3 separate regions of the Zea mays genome follow, and all the other regions are linked to region 2. Evidence: chromatin contacts called from public Hi-C data. All regions are on one chromosome and are shown on one strand. Each heading gives the region's core, a stretch centred on a gene start, on an enhancer-like site or on the middle of the called end of the contact. The rest is flanking DNA. Distances are from core to core; before and after follow the strand shown. Region 1 holds the start of LOC103643400 (putative acyl-CoA N-acyltransferases (NAT) family protein). Region 2 holds the start of LOC100282235. Region 3 holds the start of LOC100280253.

The links. Hi-C and Micro-C count contacts between places; a contact is called where the count stands out from the background.
Region 1: a Hi-C map of ear shows a contact between it and region 2, with 1.9 times the contacts expected there. The contact joins the promoter of LOC103643400 here to the promoter of LOC100282235 in region 2. A contact is called at or near these places in 2 of 25 Hi-C or Micro-C datasets (bundle sheath and ear).
Region 3: a Hi-C map of ear shows a contact between it and region 2, with 3 times the contacts expected there. The contact joins the promoter of LOC100280253 here to the promoter of LOC100282235 in region 2. A contact is called at or near these places in 5 of 25 Hi-C or Micro-C datasets (bundle sheath, ear, endosperm and 2 more) and 1 of 3 datasets of contacts at active chromatin or transcription factors (leaf).

Annotation. Positions count from the first base shown.
Region 1 is chr1:232,346,631-232,350,503 of Zm-B73-REFERENCE-NAM-5.0, forward strand. LOC103643400 (putative acyl-CoA N-acyltransferases (NAT) family protein) reads left to right here and starts at 2,291. Exons shown (of 3, transcript XR_560992.4): 1 at 2,291-2,667; 2 at 2,773-3,168; 3 at 3,410-3,847.
Region 2 is chr1:232,571,018-232,574,881 of Zm-B73-REFERENCE-NAM-5.0, forward strand. LOC100282235 reads left to right here and starts at 2,115. Exons shown (of 6, transcript NM_001291609.1): 1 at 2,115-2,308; 2 at 2,476-2,631; 3 at 2,783-2,889; 4 at 3,062-3,284; 5 at 3,384-3,497; 6 at 3,614-3,864. The coding sequence starts at 2,198. The coding sequence ends at 3,847.
Region 3 is chr1:232,437,895-232,442,084 of Zm-B73-REFERENCE-NAM-5.0, forward strand. It overlaps LOC100280253, which reads right to left and starts at 2,532. Exons shown (of 2, transcript NM_001153181.1): 1 at 2,114-2,532; 2 at 343-1,392. The coding sequence starts at 2,436. The coding sequence ends at 588.

The sequences.
Region 1 (3,873 bases), core at 1,041-3,540, 220 kb before region 2:
TAGGACCGTACTGAGTCCAACCAACCACTCTCGGGTTTTTCGTAGGCGCACTCCGCTATAATTCACCGGACTGTCCGGTGTGCCACCGGAGCAATGGCTAACTCGCGTAACGGTCGATTGCAAAAGGGGCTGACAGAGGAACAGTGCGCGCAGAGTCAGAGCCGCAGAGTCAGAGGTGCACTGGACAGTGAACATGACTTGTCCGGTGTGGCACCGGACTGTCCGGTGCCGCAAGAGGACAAGACCTCCAACGGTTGACCAGGCTCCAGACCCTAACGGTTGGGTGACGTGGCGGCGCACCGGAGTGTCTGGTGCATCCATCGCCAGCAGCCTTCCCCAACAGCTTCTTGGTGGTTGAGGGCAATAAATACCCCCAACCACCACAACCCCAAGCATCCAAGTCTTTTGAAGTTTTCATTCAATACAAGAGCTAGTGCATTCAGTCATAGACACAAATCAAAAGATCAAAGCCTCTCTAAGTCTCAAATTCATTCCAACCACCTAGTGACTTGAGAGAGAGTGTGTTCGTGTTCATTTGCGCTCTTGTTGCTTGGATCGCTTTCTTCCTTCCTCATTCTTGTTCCCAAGTGACTTGTAATCAAAGCAAGAGACACCTAAGTATGTGGTGGTCCTTGCAGGGTCTAAGTGACCCATGTGATTAAGGAGAAAGCTCACTCGGTCTAAGTGACCGTTTGAGAGAGGGAAAGGGTTGAAAGAGACCCAGTCTTTGTGACCACCTCAATAGGGAGTAGGTTTTTTAGAACCGAACCTCGGTAAAACAAATCACCATGTTCATTCGCTTGATTTCCATTTGATTTGTTTTCCCTCTCTCTCTCGGACTTGATTTAAGTTCTAACGTTAACCCCGACTTGTAGTGTGTATTTAAAGTTGTAAATTTCAGATTACGCCTATTCACCCCCCTCTATGCGACTTTCAACTCCAGTCGGTACAAACAATGCCATAGAGGCTGTTTGGACCCCGATGGGAGCTAGAGCCTAAGCCCACCACCGCCGGGGCCTTGGGTATTAAGCCATCGTATCCTTCAAGCACCAGTGCCACAAGATACAGGGCACCCATCAATATCGTGAAATATTCGAGAGAATCGAACCCCAGTTTATGGCTGGGGATTATTGGCTAGCATGCCATGCAAGAGGAACGAATCATGATGACTTCATAATCCGCAATCTCCCCCTGTACCTAGCAGACTCAGCGTGGGCATGGTTGGAAAACTTGAGGCCCGGCTGCATTCAAAACTGGACCGACATCGAAGAGATTTTTATGGGGAACTTTCAAGCACGTACGTTCGCCCCTGCAGAGCAAACGACGCGCGAAGGAGGGGAAGGAGGAGAAGGGCTTGGTGGCTACGACTTTGACATGGATGGCACGCTCGTGGTGGCAGAGCATGGCGAGTGGGCGTTGGTTGCCGAGTTCGGTGGAGCTCCTAAGCCGGATGGATGACGCGAACGATGCAAAGCGGTTTTAAAGACACACAGAAGGCTTCAACATGGGGGAGGAGTGGAGGACGCACTAAAGTGCTGCATTAAAGGAGTAGATATATGACACGATGTGAAACATAGGAAGTTATTTATTATATTCACTTCATCTTAAAATAATTATCGTTCTTAATTTTGAAAGAGTCAATTATTCTAATTTGAGCCAAATATATAAAAATTAGTACAATGACTACGCATTGCGACGACGCACAATCATATTTCATACCCATCAAAAACAAATGTAATATCAAATATTAAATAGAGAAGAATAAATATCACACTTTGTCTTAGCCAAAAGATAGAGAGATACGAGTCCGAAAATAGTCCAACCCCTTTTTTATAGCTAGCTTGGTGGTTTGTCCTCTTTCAGCCGATGTGGTACTATGTGTAAGTGTTACGTTACACGTGGCTTTCTATTATGTTGGACGGTTTACTATCGTGTTGTTCTTGGATGGTTTCCCACGACCCATGTGGGTAATAGTACACTAATAGAGGCTTAGTTGTTTTCATGTCCTATGTGAGGGAGAGGAGAATAGACTTATGTGCTTATAATGACCGTCAGAGACTATCTTCAACAAATTATTCATACTTATATTTTTATTCAAACTATACTTTAAAAACATCGGTGTAAAATGGTGTTTTTAGTGACCATATGAGTAATGTACAATAGTTTGAATATGTGTATGATTATGCTTAAAAATGTTTTATTTATCGTATAGATATTAATTGTTATAACATATAATTAGATAAATCTTTAAATCTTTTTATAATATATTTAAAGATATACATTATTGGCATTATTAAAATATTAAAATCTGAAAAAAAGTTTAACCGTAGCGAGACGCACATGCACCCAAGACAAGCACCGAAGATGGCTTGACGCCCGAATCCAGACCCTCGTCTGTTATGGCGGCGGCGGAGGCGGCGCCACCGCCGATACTCGAGCTGGACCCGTCGCACGATCGAGCCGTCAGCGTTGTCGAGGACATCGTGCGTCTAGAGCGGAGGATCTTTCCGAAGCACGAATCGCTGGCGCGGTCCCTGCACGACGAGCTAAAGCGGCGGAACTCCGGGCTGATCTACAAGACGTCCAGCGCCGACGAGGGGGAGGTCATCGGGTATGCCATGTACACCTGCAACACATCCCTCTGCGCCACCATCACCAAGCTCGCCGGTGAGACACACGTCGCGATCCCCCTCTCTCTCCCTGGGTTATGTTAAGGTTATGCGGCGGAATGACCGGATCCGTGCCCCCGAAACTGCAAACTTTTGGTTTCAGTGAAGGAGAACTGCAGGCGGCAGGGCCACGGCGAGGCGCTGCTGGCGGGCGCAGTGGAGCGGTGCCGGCGGCGGAAGGTCCAGCGGCTCTCCCTCCACGTCGACCCCACGAGGACGGCTGCCGTGGCGCTGTACCGCAAGGCCGGGTTCCAGGTCGACACCACCGTCGAGGGCTACTACGCGCCTCACAGGGACGCCTACCGGATGTTCTTGGATCTGTAGTAGAACCGTCGAGGACGAGAAAACCAGCCCATGTGTTCCGGCAGCTGCTGCCGGCTTGTAGCTGGTCTGGTCTGGTGATACAATACCTCGTGAGTAGGATACAGCCAACAGCCGAGCAGGGTGGATGATTCGAAGCTGTAAGAACGATCTGCTAGAAAGTTTTCATACCACCAAGGTAATTCCCGCTGGATTCTGAAAATAATGTTTCCGTATTATATGAGCATAAGGTTTCAGTAACTGCAACTGTAGTTAGGATATCACTTTGGCTGTATGGTAGTAATTCAGTTCATAGATGCTGCCACATCAGTTCCTCCTCCATTGTCAAGGTAGCTCGGCAAGAATTTGGTGGACAATTTTGACCTTATGGTAACTAAGAGATGTTTACTGATAGTAGCTGGCTAACGCCACTGACACAGAGAAAATCGAAAGCCCAATCTGATTCAGCATCGATTCAAGTACCCCTTAGGCAATGCTGATTCACAGCAGGAGGGAGCAAACCAATCCCGCAAGTGTGCCTGGCCCATCGGAAGGCCGATGCGCTGGAGTCTCGGAGAACACCCAGCGGGCAGTGCCTATGCAAGGCCGGCGGCGGCGACGGCGGGTCAGCTCACAGGAAGATTGCTCGGGACGGACGGAGAGGGAGGCTTTGCGTCAAGGAAGAAGTCGTTGGTGGTACTCATTACCCAGTGGTCATGTTCAAACTCTTATCCACCTTTTTTTTTTGAAAGGGGTCTTATCCACCTCATTTAGGCTTTGTTCGGTTAGCTCTCAATCCATGTGGATTGAGCGAGATTGGATGGATTTGAATCTCAAATAAGTCAAACTTCTTCTCAATTTTTTCCAATCTCATCCAATCCATGTGTTTTAGAAATAACCGAAC
Region 2 (3,864 bases), core at 865-3,364:
TATATCTGACTACATTATTTAGTACTTAGTATGTATCTCTAGCTCTGTATTCTACCTATATTTGATGATCTCCTATTTTAGTTGGATGGTCGGCTCATGCCGGCCCACTATGTCGCGCCTCAGGTCCAAACACGGCACGGATGAAGCCACGTCATGTCGGGCCAACACGAGGCCCGTCGTTGACCAGAATGGAAAGGAAAATGGACAAAAAGGCCTAGAAACAGGCTTAATAAGGTATCAAACTGTGACTGGGAGACTCCAGGAGCCTAGGAACACACCTCTAACCAACTGAGCCAATGTTGTTTGTGTTTAAACCACTATAGTTGCTTCTAATATGCGTAGATATATACTGGCAAATAAAAAATAATCGGGTCATGTCTAGGCCGGCACACCGTGCCACGCCAATGGCCAAGCACAGCACGAATAACGGGTCATGTCATGCCACAGGCCACCCGACAGGCATGACCGTTTGAACATGTATAACCCTATCCATCTTCACCTTTTTACTAGAAATGGCAATTTGACTCGCGGATTTAGATATCCGTCGGATATCTGATCCGACAGAGCCGGATATGGATACATTTTTTGACAAGTGGGCTAAACACATATCTGACCCAAAGTCGGACAGGCACGGAGTATGATACTACCTCCCACCCGTGGATTATCCGTTGGATATCCGAAATCAACCCGTAGTTTTTTTGGCCTAGTCCATATTACACAGCAAAGAGGAAACCCTAAGTCTATGAACCCCGTGCCTAATGCCCCCATTTCCCCACCATTGGCTGCCCCTTCTAGCCTTGATAGCTTCCTGTGCCATGCGTTGTGGGACCTTCCGAGTCCCACAGACCGCAGCATAGCTGGCGGCTACCCCTTCGAAGCTCCAGTGTCCCTAGTTGTAGCCCGCAGGCTCATAATAATACTTTTGTTTAGTTTTTAATTATGTATGATGGTGAATTGGGAAGAAATTTGATTAATTATGCTATTGAATTGTTGAAAAAATTGGGCTTATCATATTCGACAGATATCCGAAATCTGATGGGCACGAGCATGGATATAAATTTCTACCCACATGTATGGTCGCAGGCGGATATTGATGGCAACAGTGGATATAGTTGCGGGTGGATATTTGTAATATCCGATCCAAATCTGATCTATTGCCATCTCTATTTTTTTCAACCTAAATCACGAGAAAGCAAACAAGGCCTTATGTGAAAGAAAAGAATGCATCTAGAGTAGAGATGGCAATGGGGACCCGATCCTCGATTACCTTGCGGAGAATTCCTCTATTAGGGGATGTGAATGGGAAAGTTTTTTCACCACGAGGATGTAAACGGGGACCCGTTAAACTTACATGTGACGATGTTTTCATATAATAGTTAATGATAAAAATAAATAATTACCTTGCCAAGAGATCATCCATTGTACAAGTGTATTCATTTTAATGTACACATAATAATTTTTACATTTAACAATATATATAAGTGATAATGTTTTACATTAATAATAAATGAAGTACAATCTGATTATAATTTAAGCGGGGACGGAGATTTCGGCAAGGATTTATCCCCGCGGGTAACGGAGATGATGGGAAAGAAATGTCACCCGCAAGCGTTCGTGGGAATCCTTGCGGAGAAATTTTTTTGTCGCGAGGACGGAAATATAGAGTTAAAACCCGATGAGAATTCCTGTTGACATCTCTAGTCTAGAGGGATGTTGTCCAGAACGGGCCTCCCGATTTTCGTTGCTGCAAAAATGGAGTTGGAAGCATATGACGCGGAAGGCAACCAAACCAGTATCACCACTAATTTGATGCGGCCCACATCGAAGTCGCTAAAATCCAGCATGAACAACGGAAAAAGGATAAATGCTCACGGTTTTACACCGGCACCAGCTACACCTACACCACAGCCGGGGATTTCCTCGACGCGCCCTCCCAACGGTCGACCGGATCCTGCCGTCCACCAGCCCCACGCGCCCACATCCCACCGTTCAGATCGACCACGCCTTGCCGCACCGAGGGCAGAATCGTCCGACGCAAAGCCTAGTCTCCCTCATTTTAATCACGTCACTGGCCGCAGGCGCCTCCCAGTTTCAAATCTCAAATCCTCATCGTTCTCCTTTCCCCAAAGGCCAAAACCGACCCCGCTCCACGCCTCCACTCCCAGCCCCAGCGGATCTTCTCGAGCGGCGGCCGGCGATGGCAGCGAGCAACATCGGGATGATGGACGGAGCCTACTTCGTCGGGCGCAACGAGATCCTCGCGTGGATCAACACTACGCTGCAGCTCGGCCTCTCCAAGGTGGAGGAGGTAAGCAGCGCCCGCCCGGGTCCCTCTTCCCGATCTGTGCCGTTCGCGTTAGTGGTGGAGCCAAGGTTTCCGGGATCTATTCGGAGGGTTCCCTGTTCGTGCGGGCGGGCTAAGCGGTTGGGTTCTGTGCGAGTCCCTGAAACCAGTGGTCGACTTCGTGGTCTCAGGCGGCGTCAGGCGCGGTTGCGTGCCAACTGATGGACGCGGCGCATCCCGGCGCCGTGCCGATGCACAAGGTCAACTTCGACGCCAAGACGGAGTACGACATGATCCAGAACTACAAGGTCCTGCAGGATGTGTTCAACAAGCTCAAGATCACTAAGGTGAATCACGGCTTTGGTTTCTCGCCCTTCTCTTGTGCCGCCCGCATGGGATTTTTTTTATTTTATTTTCTGAAATCGATTGAACTGCCCCATCGTGTTTTGTTGCTAATATGATCTTATTTTTGTTGTTTTCTCTGTTAATTTGGCGCAGCATATAGAGGTGAACAAGCTTATCAAAGGAAGGCCCCTTGACAATCTGGAGTTCATGCAGTGGATGAAACGATATTGTGATTCTGTCAATGGTGGCTTCATGAGCAGGTAATCACTGACCTGTTTACTAAAATTTTAGACTGTAGCTCAGATAAGGCTTTGAGCATTCCTCAGTAGTAATATATTTCGTTTGTCGCCACACAACTATAAGCAAACCGTATTAAAAGAACATTTCTGAATGTTTACATTTCATTGTCCTGTTTTTTTTTTACGTACACAGCTACAATGCTTCTGAGAGAAGGGAAAGCAGCAAAGGGGGAAAGGAGACGAACAGAAGGGCATCGGTGCCCTCTCACACACCGGCCAAGTCTGCATCCACAGGTCACAAGGCTCAAGCATCACATGGTGCCAAGCGGGCAAGCGGGCAGACGGCGGGTGCACCACAGCGCAGCGCTAAGCCATCACCTGCAGCCAGCTCTGGCGGACCAGCTTATGACGAACAAGTGAGCCTTATTAGTCAGTCTGTGTAGATGTTTCTCCTAATTTCTTTTCTTTTCAGTTTCCAAAATTATGATGACGTGTGAATGTGACATGGTTTGCAGATAACTGAGCTGAAGCTCCTTGTGGATAGCCTGGAGAAGGAGAGAGATTTCTACTTCTCCAAGCTGCGGGACATTGAGATCTTGTGCCAAAACCCTGAGGTTGAGCACGTGCCGGTGAGTTACTGCCTTGCGGCTATCATCTGAAATTTTTTTCCCTGTTGTATCCATTCTTCAGAACTGTATCGTGAGTCGTGACGATGATTATGATGGTGGTCGTCTTCTTGTCTCAGGTCCATGCTATCCAGAACATACTCTACACATCAGAGGAGGACCCTCAGCAGCAGGCTCCAGCCCTGAGCCCCATCATGGAGGCGTCCGAGGAGAGGCCGAAGCAAGAGGCGGCGCACAAGAGAAAGAGCATCTCGGACCTGGACGAGTTTGGTATGTCGTCCAGCTCAAGGCAGAGGCTCTCCGACATCTCAGACGTGCAGCTGTGTGGATCCCCGCTGACGAGTTTCAGCTGAAGGAACCGTCATCTCTA
Region 3 (4,190 bases), core at 1,282-3,781, 130 kb before region 2:
TCTTTTGAATGAGCTCTTGACGTGAGATGTTTCTAAATTCGAATGAGAAATTTCTTTTAGTAAATACTCGTGATCCGTGAAAACTTCAAAGACAGATCCCATCACATACACAGTTAAATCATTTATGCATTAACACATGCTGTTTAACAACTAACCATCCGACTATGGTACATAGAAGGGGCTGAAAGCCTCAAAACCTTCGTCGCCGTATAGAGCACCTCGTTCAGCAAGGCGCAACCTGCTCGCCATTCGAAGGAATACAGCACAGAACCCTGGCTGGAATGTCGAAGAATTTACCAATTATTTTCACTAAAGATCCACTTATAAGCACAATAACCGACAGCATCAATCACAGTGCCGCCTCATTTATTAATAAGCAATTTAATTTAAGCAAACCACGCACGGTCAAGGTTGTTGTTCATTGGCACTGGGCACCAAGCAAGCAAGCAAACACATACATACTCTGATCCAAACCAAAATGTTTTTTGAGAAACGAAGGCGCTCGGTCCGTGACAAGAGCTCATGTTCTTCTCTCATTACAGCACAAGATGCGATCGAGGAGGAAACAGCAAACACTCTTCCAGATCTCACAGCAGCTGCTCCCGGAACACCCTCAGTACGTCCGCGAACGTGACGATGCCAGCAAGGCGGCAGTCGCTGTCCTCGTCGAGGACCCACACGTAGCTCACCCTGTGCGCGAGGGCCTGCACCATGACGGCCACCAGCGAGCTCGCGGGGCTGCACACCACCGGCTCCTCGGCTGACCGCCGCCCGTAGCTCCCCGACGACGGGCGCCTCAGCTGCGTCCGGCCTGCCTCTTCGTCGGACGACGAGGACGCGGAGGAGAACGACGATAGCGTCTCGTCCTCAACCAGCGCCAGCATGGCGTCGAGGCCCTTGTCCTTCAGCCCGGCCTTGATGGCGCGCGAGATGTGCTCGGGCGGGGACCCGAAGTAGTCGACGTAGGCCATGAGGTCCGCCGCCGAGAGCGTGGCGATGGCCGCGGCCGCCGTCTCGTCGCAGGCCGCGAGGAGGGCGGGGGAGATCTCGCCGAGCAGGTGGCCGTCTTCGGTGACCACGGCGACCGCCGTCTCCGTGGCGACGGCGCGGCGGATGAGGGGCACGGCCGACAGGGCCGCCTCGCCGGGGCGCACCGACAGGAAGTCGGTGCGCACGAGCCCGAGCGAGGACACGGAGCGCGCGGCCACATGGTAGAAGAGGCCGATGGAGTTGAGGAAGTAGCGCACGAGGTCCTCCTGCGTGAGCCAGCAGAAGTCGCCGGCGGCGGCGGAGCCTCCGCCGCCGCCGAGCTGCTTCTTGCGCCAGCCAGCGCGTAGCGGGACGGCGAGCACCTGCGCCCCGCTCAGAACCGCATCAAGCGCCTCCAAGATACTGCAGAAAGAAGAGAAACCCGCACACTGGTCAGCTCAAGACGAACCGAATCTATGCCTGCCTTGTGATTAAAAATAGGCAAGACGCGAGAGATGGAGATAGGATCCCAAAAGAATACCCACTATTTTCAAGAAAGATTCGAATAAGACGCACAATTTTTCCAACCACAAGCCAAGATCCTCTTTTCATTCCAAGATTACATCAAGTGGCGCCGTTTTCCAGCCACGAGCAGACCCCCCCCCCCCCCCCCCCCCCCCCCCCAAAAAAAAAATCCCAAATTTATTAGTTGGGTGGGAGCAACTAATCCAGCTAATCCTATCAAGCATCTCGCAAGGAGACAGCAGTGCATGGCTGCATGCGACAATCTCCGGGAAGACTGTCTCCAGTGAGTCGGATGAGCTGGACCTGAATGCGCGGTTTTTTTCTTCACCGGCTCACCGCCACATGAGTACTGTACATATTCCAACCAGGAAAGCAGACATCAAACTCTCCAAGTAACTGTGATGAGGATGAACGCTCGTCTGTCTTGGACTTGGACGTTGGACCTAGCCCGCACATCGTTTTTTTTCGATAAACATATTTTTCGCAGCTTTTATAAGGATTTGACCAAAATCGTGTTTCCTCGCGACGAACCTTAGGAAACTTCCAGTTCCAGACTTCCAGTCACGCGTCGTTTGCACAGACCCAGGAGAGAGGAAGAGGGAGAGGGGCTGAGCTTTACCTCGAGCGGGGATCGACGCGGCGGACCTCTCCAGCGCCGTCCTTCGGCAGGAGCGCGGAGACCGGCTTGGAGAACACGACGGCGGGGCGCGCGAGCGCTTCGGGGTCGGTGCACAGGAAGCAGAGCACGTCCGCGAGGCCGACCCGGCCGACGACGGCGCGCGCTGGTCCAGTCACCGCGACGCAGGATGGTGCGCCAGAGCGGGCCACCCTCCGGAGCGCGGCGGCAAGGTCGCCGGCGGCGGCGGAGAGCGGGAGCGACCTCACGGCCGGCTTGCCGATGCACAGGTCCGACACCTCATTGGCCAGGAAGCTCACTGCCATGCACTTGCGGGGCGGGCCCTGGGCGGTTTCGCGATCGAAACCTCCTTCGAAGTTTTTTTTTTTTTTGGGTGGGAGTCGGGAGGAGGACGAGAAGGGGGAGAGGGGATTTTTGCTTCAACCGCGGCTTGTCGGGAGAGAGGGCGTTTATATAGGCTTTGCGGAAGGCACAAGGACAGGGGGTTGAGGTATGTCAATGACATGTGGGGTCGATAATTAGTGGGCCTCGGAAAGGTGAGAGCAGAGAGCTGGGTTGTTTTGAGGTGAGCTTGTGAAAACACCAGCCGCGGTTTTACGACGGCGTACGGTTTTGATGTCGGCTAAGCTCCGCTGATAGCTGAGTCGAGCCGAGCTGGCTTCGGCTGATTGCTGACTTGTGGAACGGGACCGGCAGTTTCTGAAGCTTCTGTCAGTGGAGCAAACTGGAGAACGTTTCCTCCTCCGCTCTACTGGAAATAGGAGTAAAAGACAGCACAGTTAAGTGCTGCAAAATAAATTAGGCGATACTTAAATTCTTCTCTTATTGCATACTGTAATTACTGGTTTATACCCCGTGGCGGAGGGGTCAACAAAATCACTTGACAAAATCAAGCAAAACTGTAAAACACAAGTGTTACGAAGAATTTAGGTTTCATATCCATAGATACAAATTAAGAGAAGAAACTATATAAACAAAAGAAGCAAACGTGTCGTTAAGTTCCTACTGACTGAATCCAAGCCATATGTATTTCGTTGAATGTATATCTCCTTGAAGGGCTCGGGGCACCGGGAAGGGGACAGTGTCAAACGACCTCTCCCGTAGAGAGACAGGACTCCCTGGTTCACCAAACTCATCAATCGTCATGATGGGTCGCATTGTTGCGATGAGTGAGATCGGGCTTGCTAGACAGGCCAGCATCGCAGCGATGACGAGCAAGGTGAGGGCGTCGGGAAGAGGTTGGGCTTGGTGGTGGCGAGCGGCATCAGAGCGAACTGAATCGGGTGGCATCAAATAGCATAAGGTTGAACAAATAGATGTGAGGACTGGACCAAGAAGGAATGGAGGATGACATAATTCGGAAGGATTGGACCAATCTGACGAGAAAATCAAGTAGTCGTGTTAATGAGCTCTAAATTTTACACTATAAAATATAAAGATCGGACCAGATTAGTATCTAGCTCTATATCTATCTGTTTTTGAACTAAAATTAATTAAGATCTCAAACAAATCGTAAATAAACATTTGGATCGTAATATATTACCACCTCTAGATCCAGCACAAGATTGGTTTAGTGCACCTAAAGCTTTACTTTATTCTATACTTAACTTTAAATGACGTTTTACAAAATTGAGGGTACCATGGCCCACTTTGCCCTCCCTAGAGATGGCCAAACGGGCCGCCCGGTCCGTTTTGGGCCCGGCCCGCCAGACACGGTTAGAAAACCGGGCTGGGCCGTCTAAGCACGCGAGCTCAATTTCCTGTCCGAGCCCGGCCCGCAGCGTGCCTAAACGGGCAGCACGAAAAAAGCGAGCCGAAAAGCGGACTATGCGGGCCGGTAAGCATGTTTTAGTGTAAAAACGGGCTTAACGGGCTTAGAGGTAAACGGACCGTGCCGGGCTAGCCCACCGTGCCTAGTTTCCTGTCCGAGTCTGCCCCGCTTATTCGTGACGGGCCGGCCCGGGCTCGCATAAAATCGGGTCGTGCCGGGCTCGGACCAAACTTAAACAACGGGCTTCGTGGCGGGCTCGCGGGCCTTGTGCTTATTGGCCATCTATAC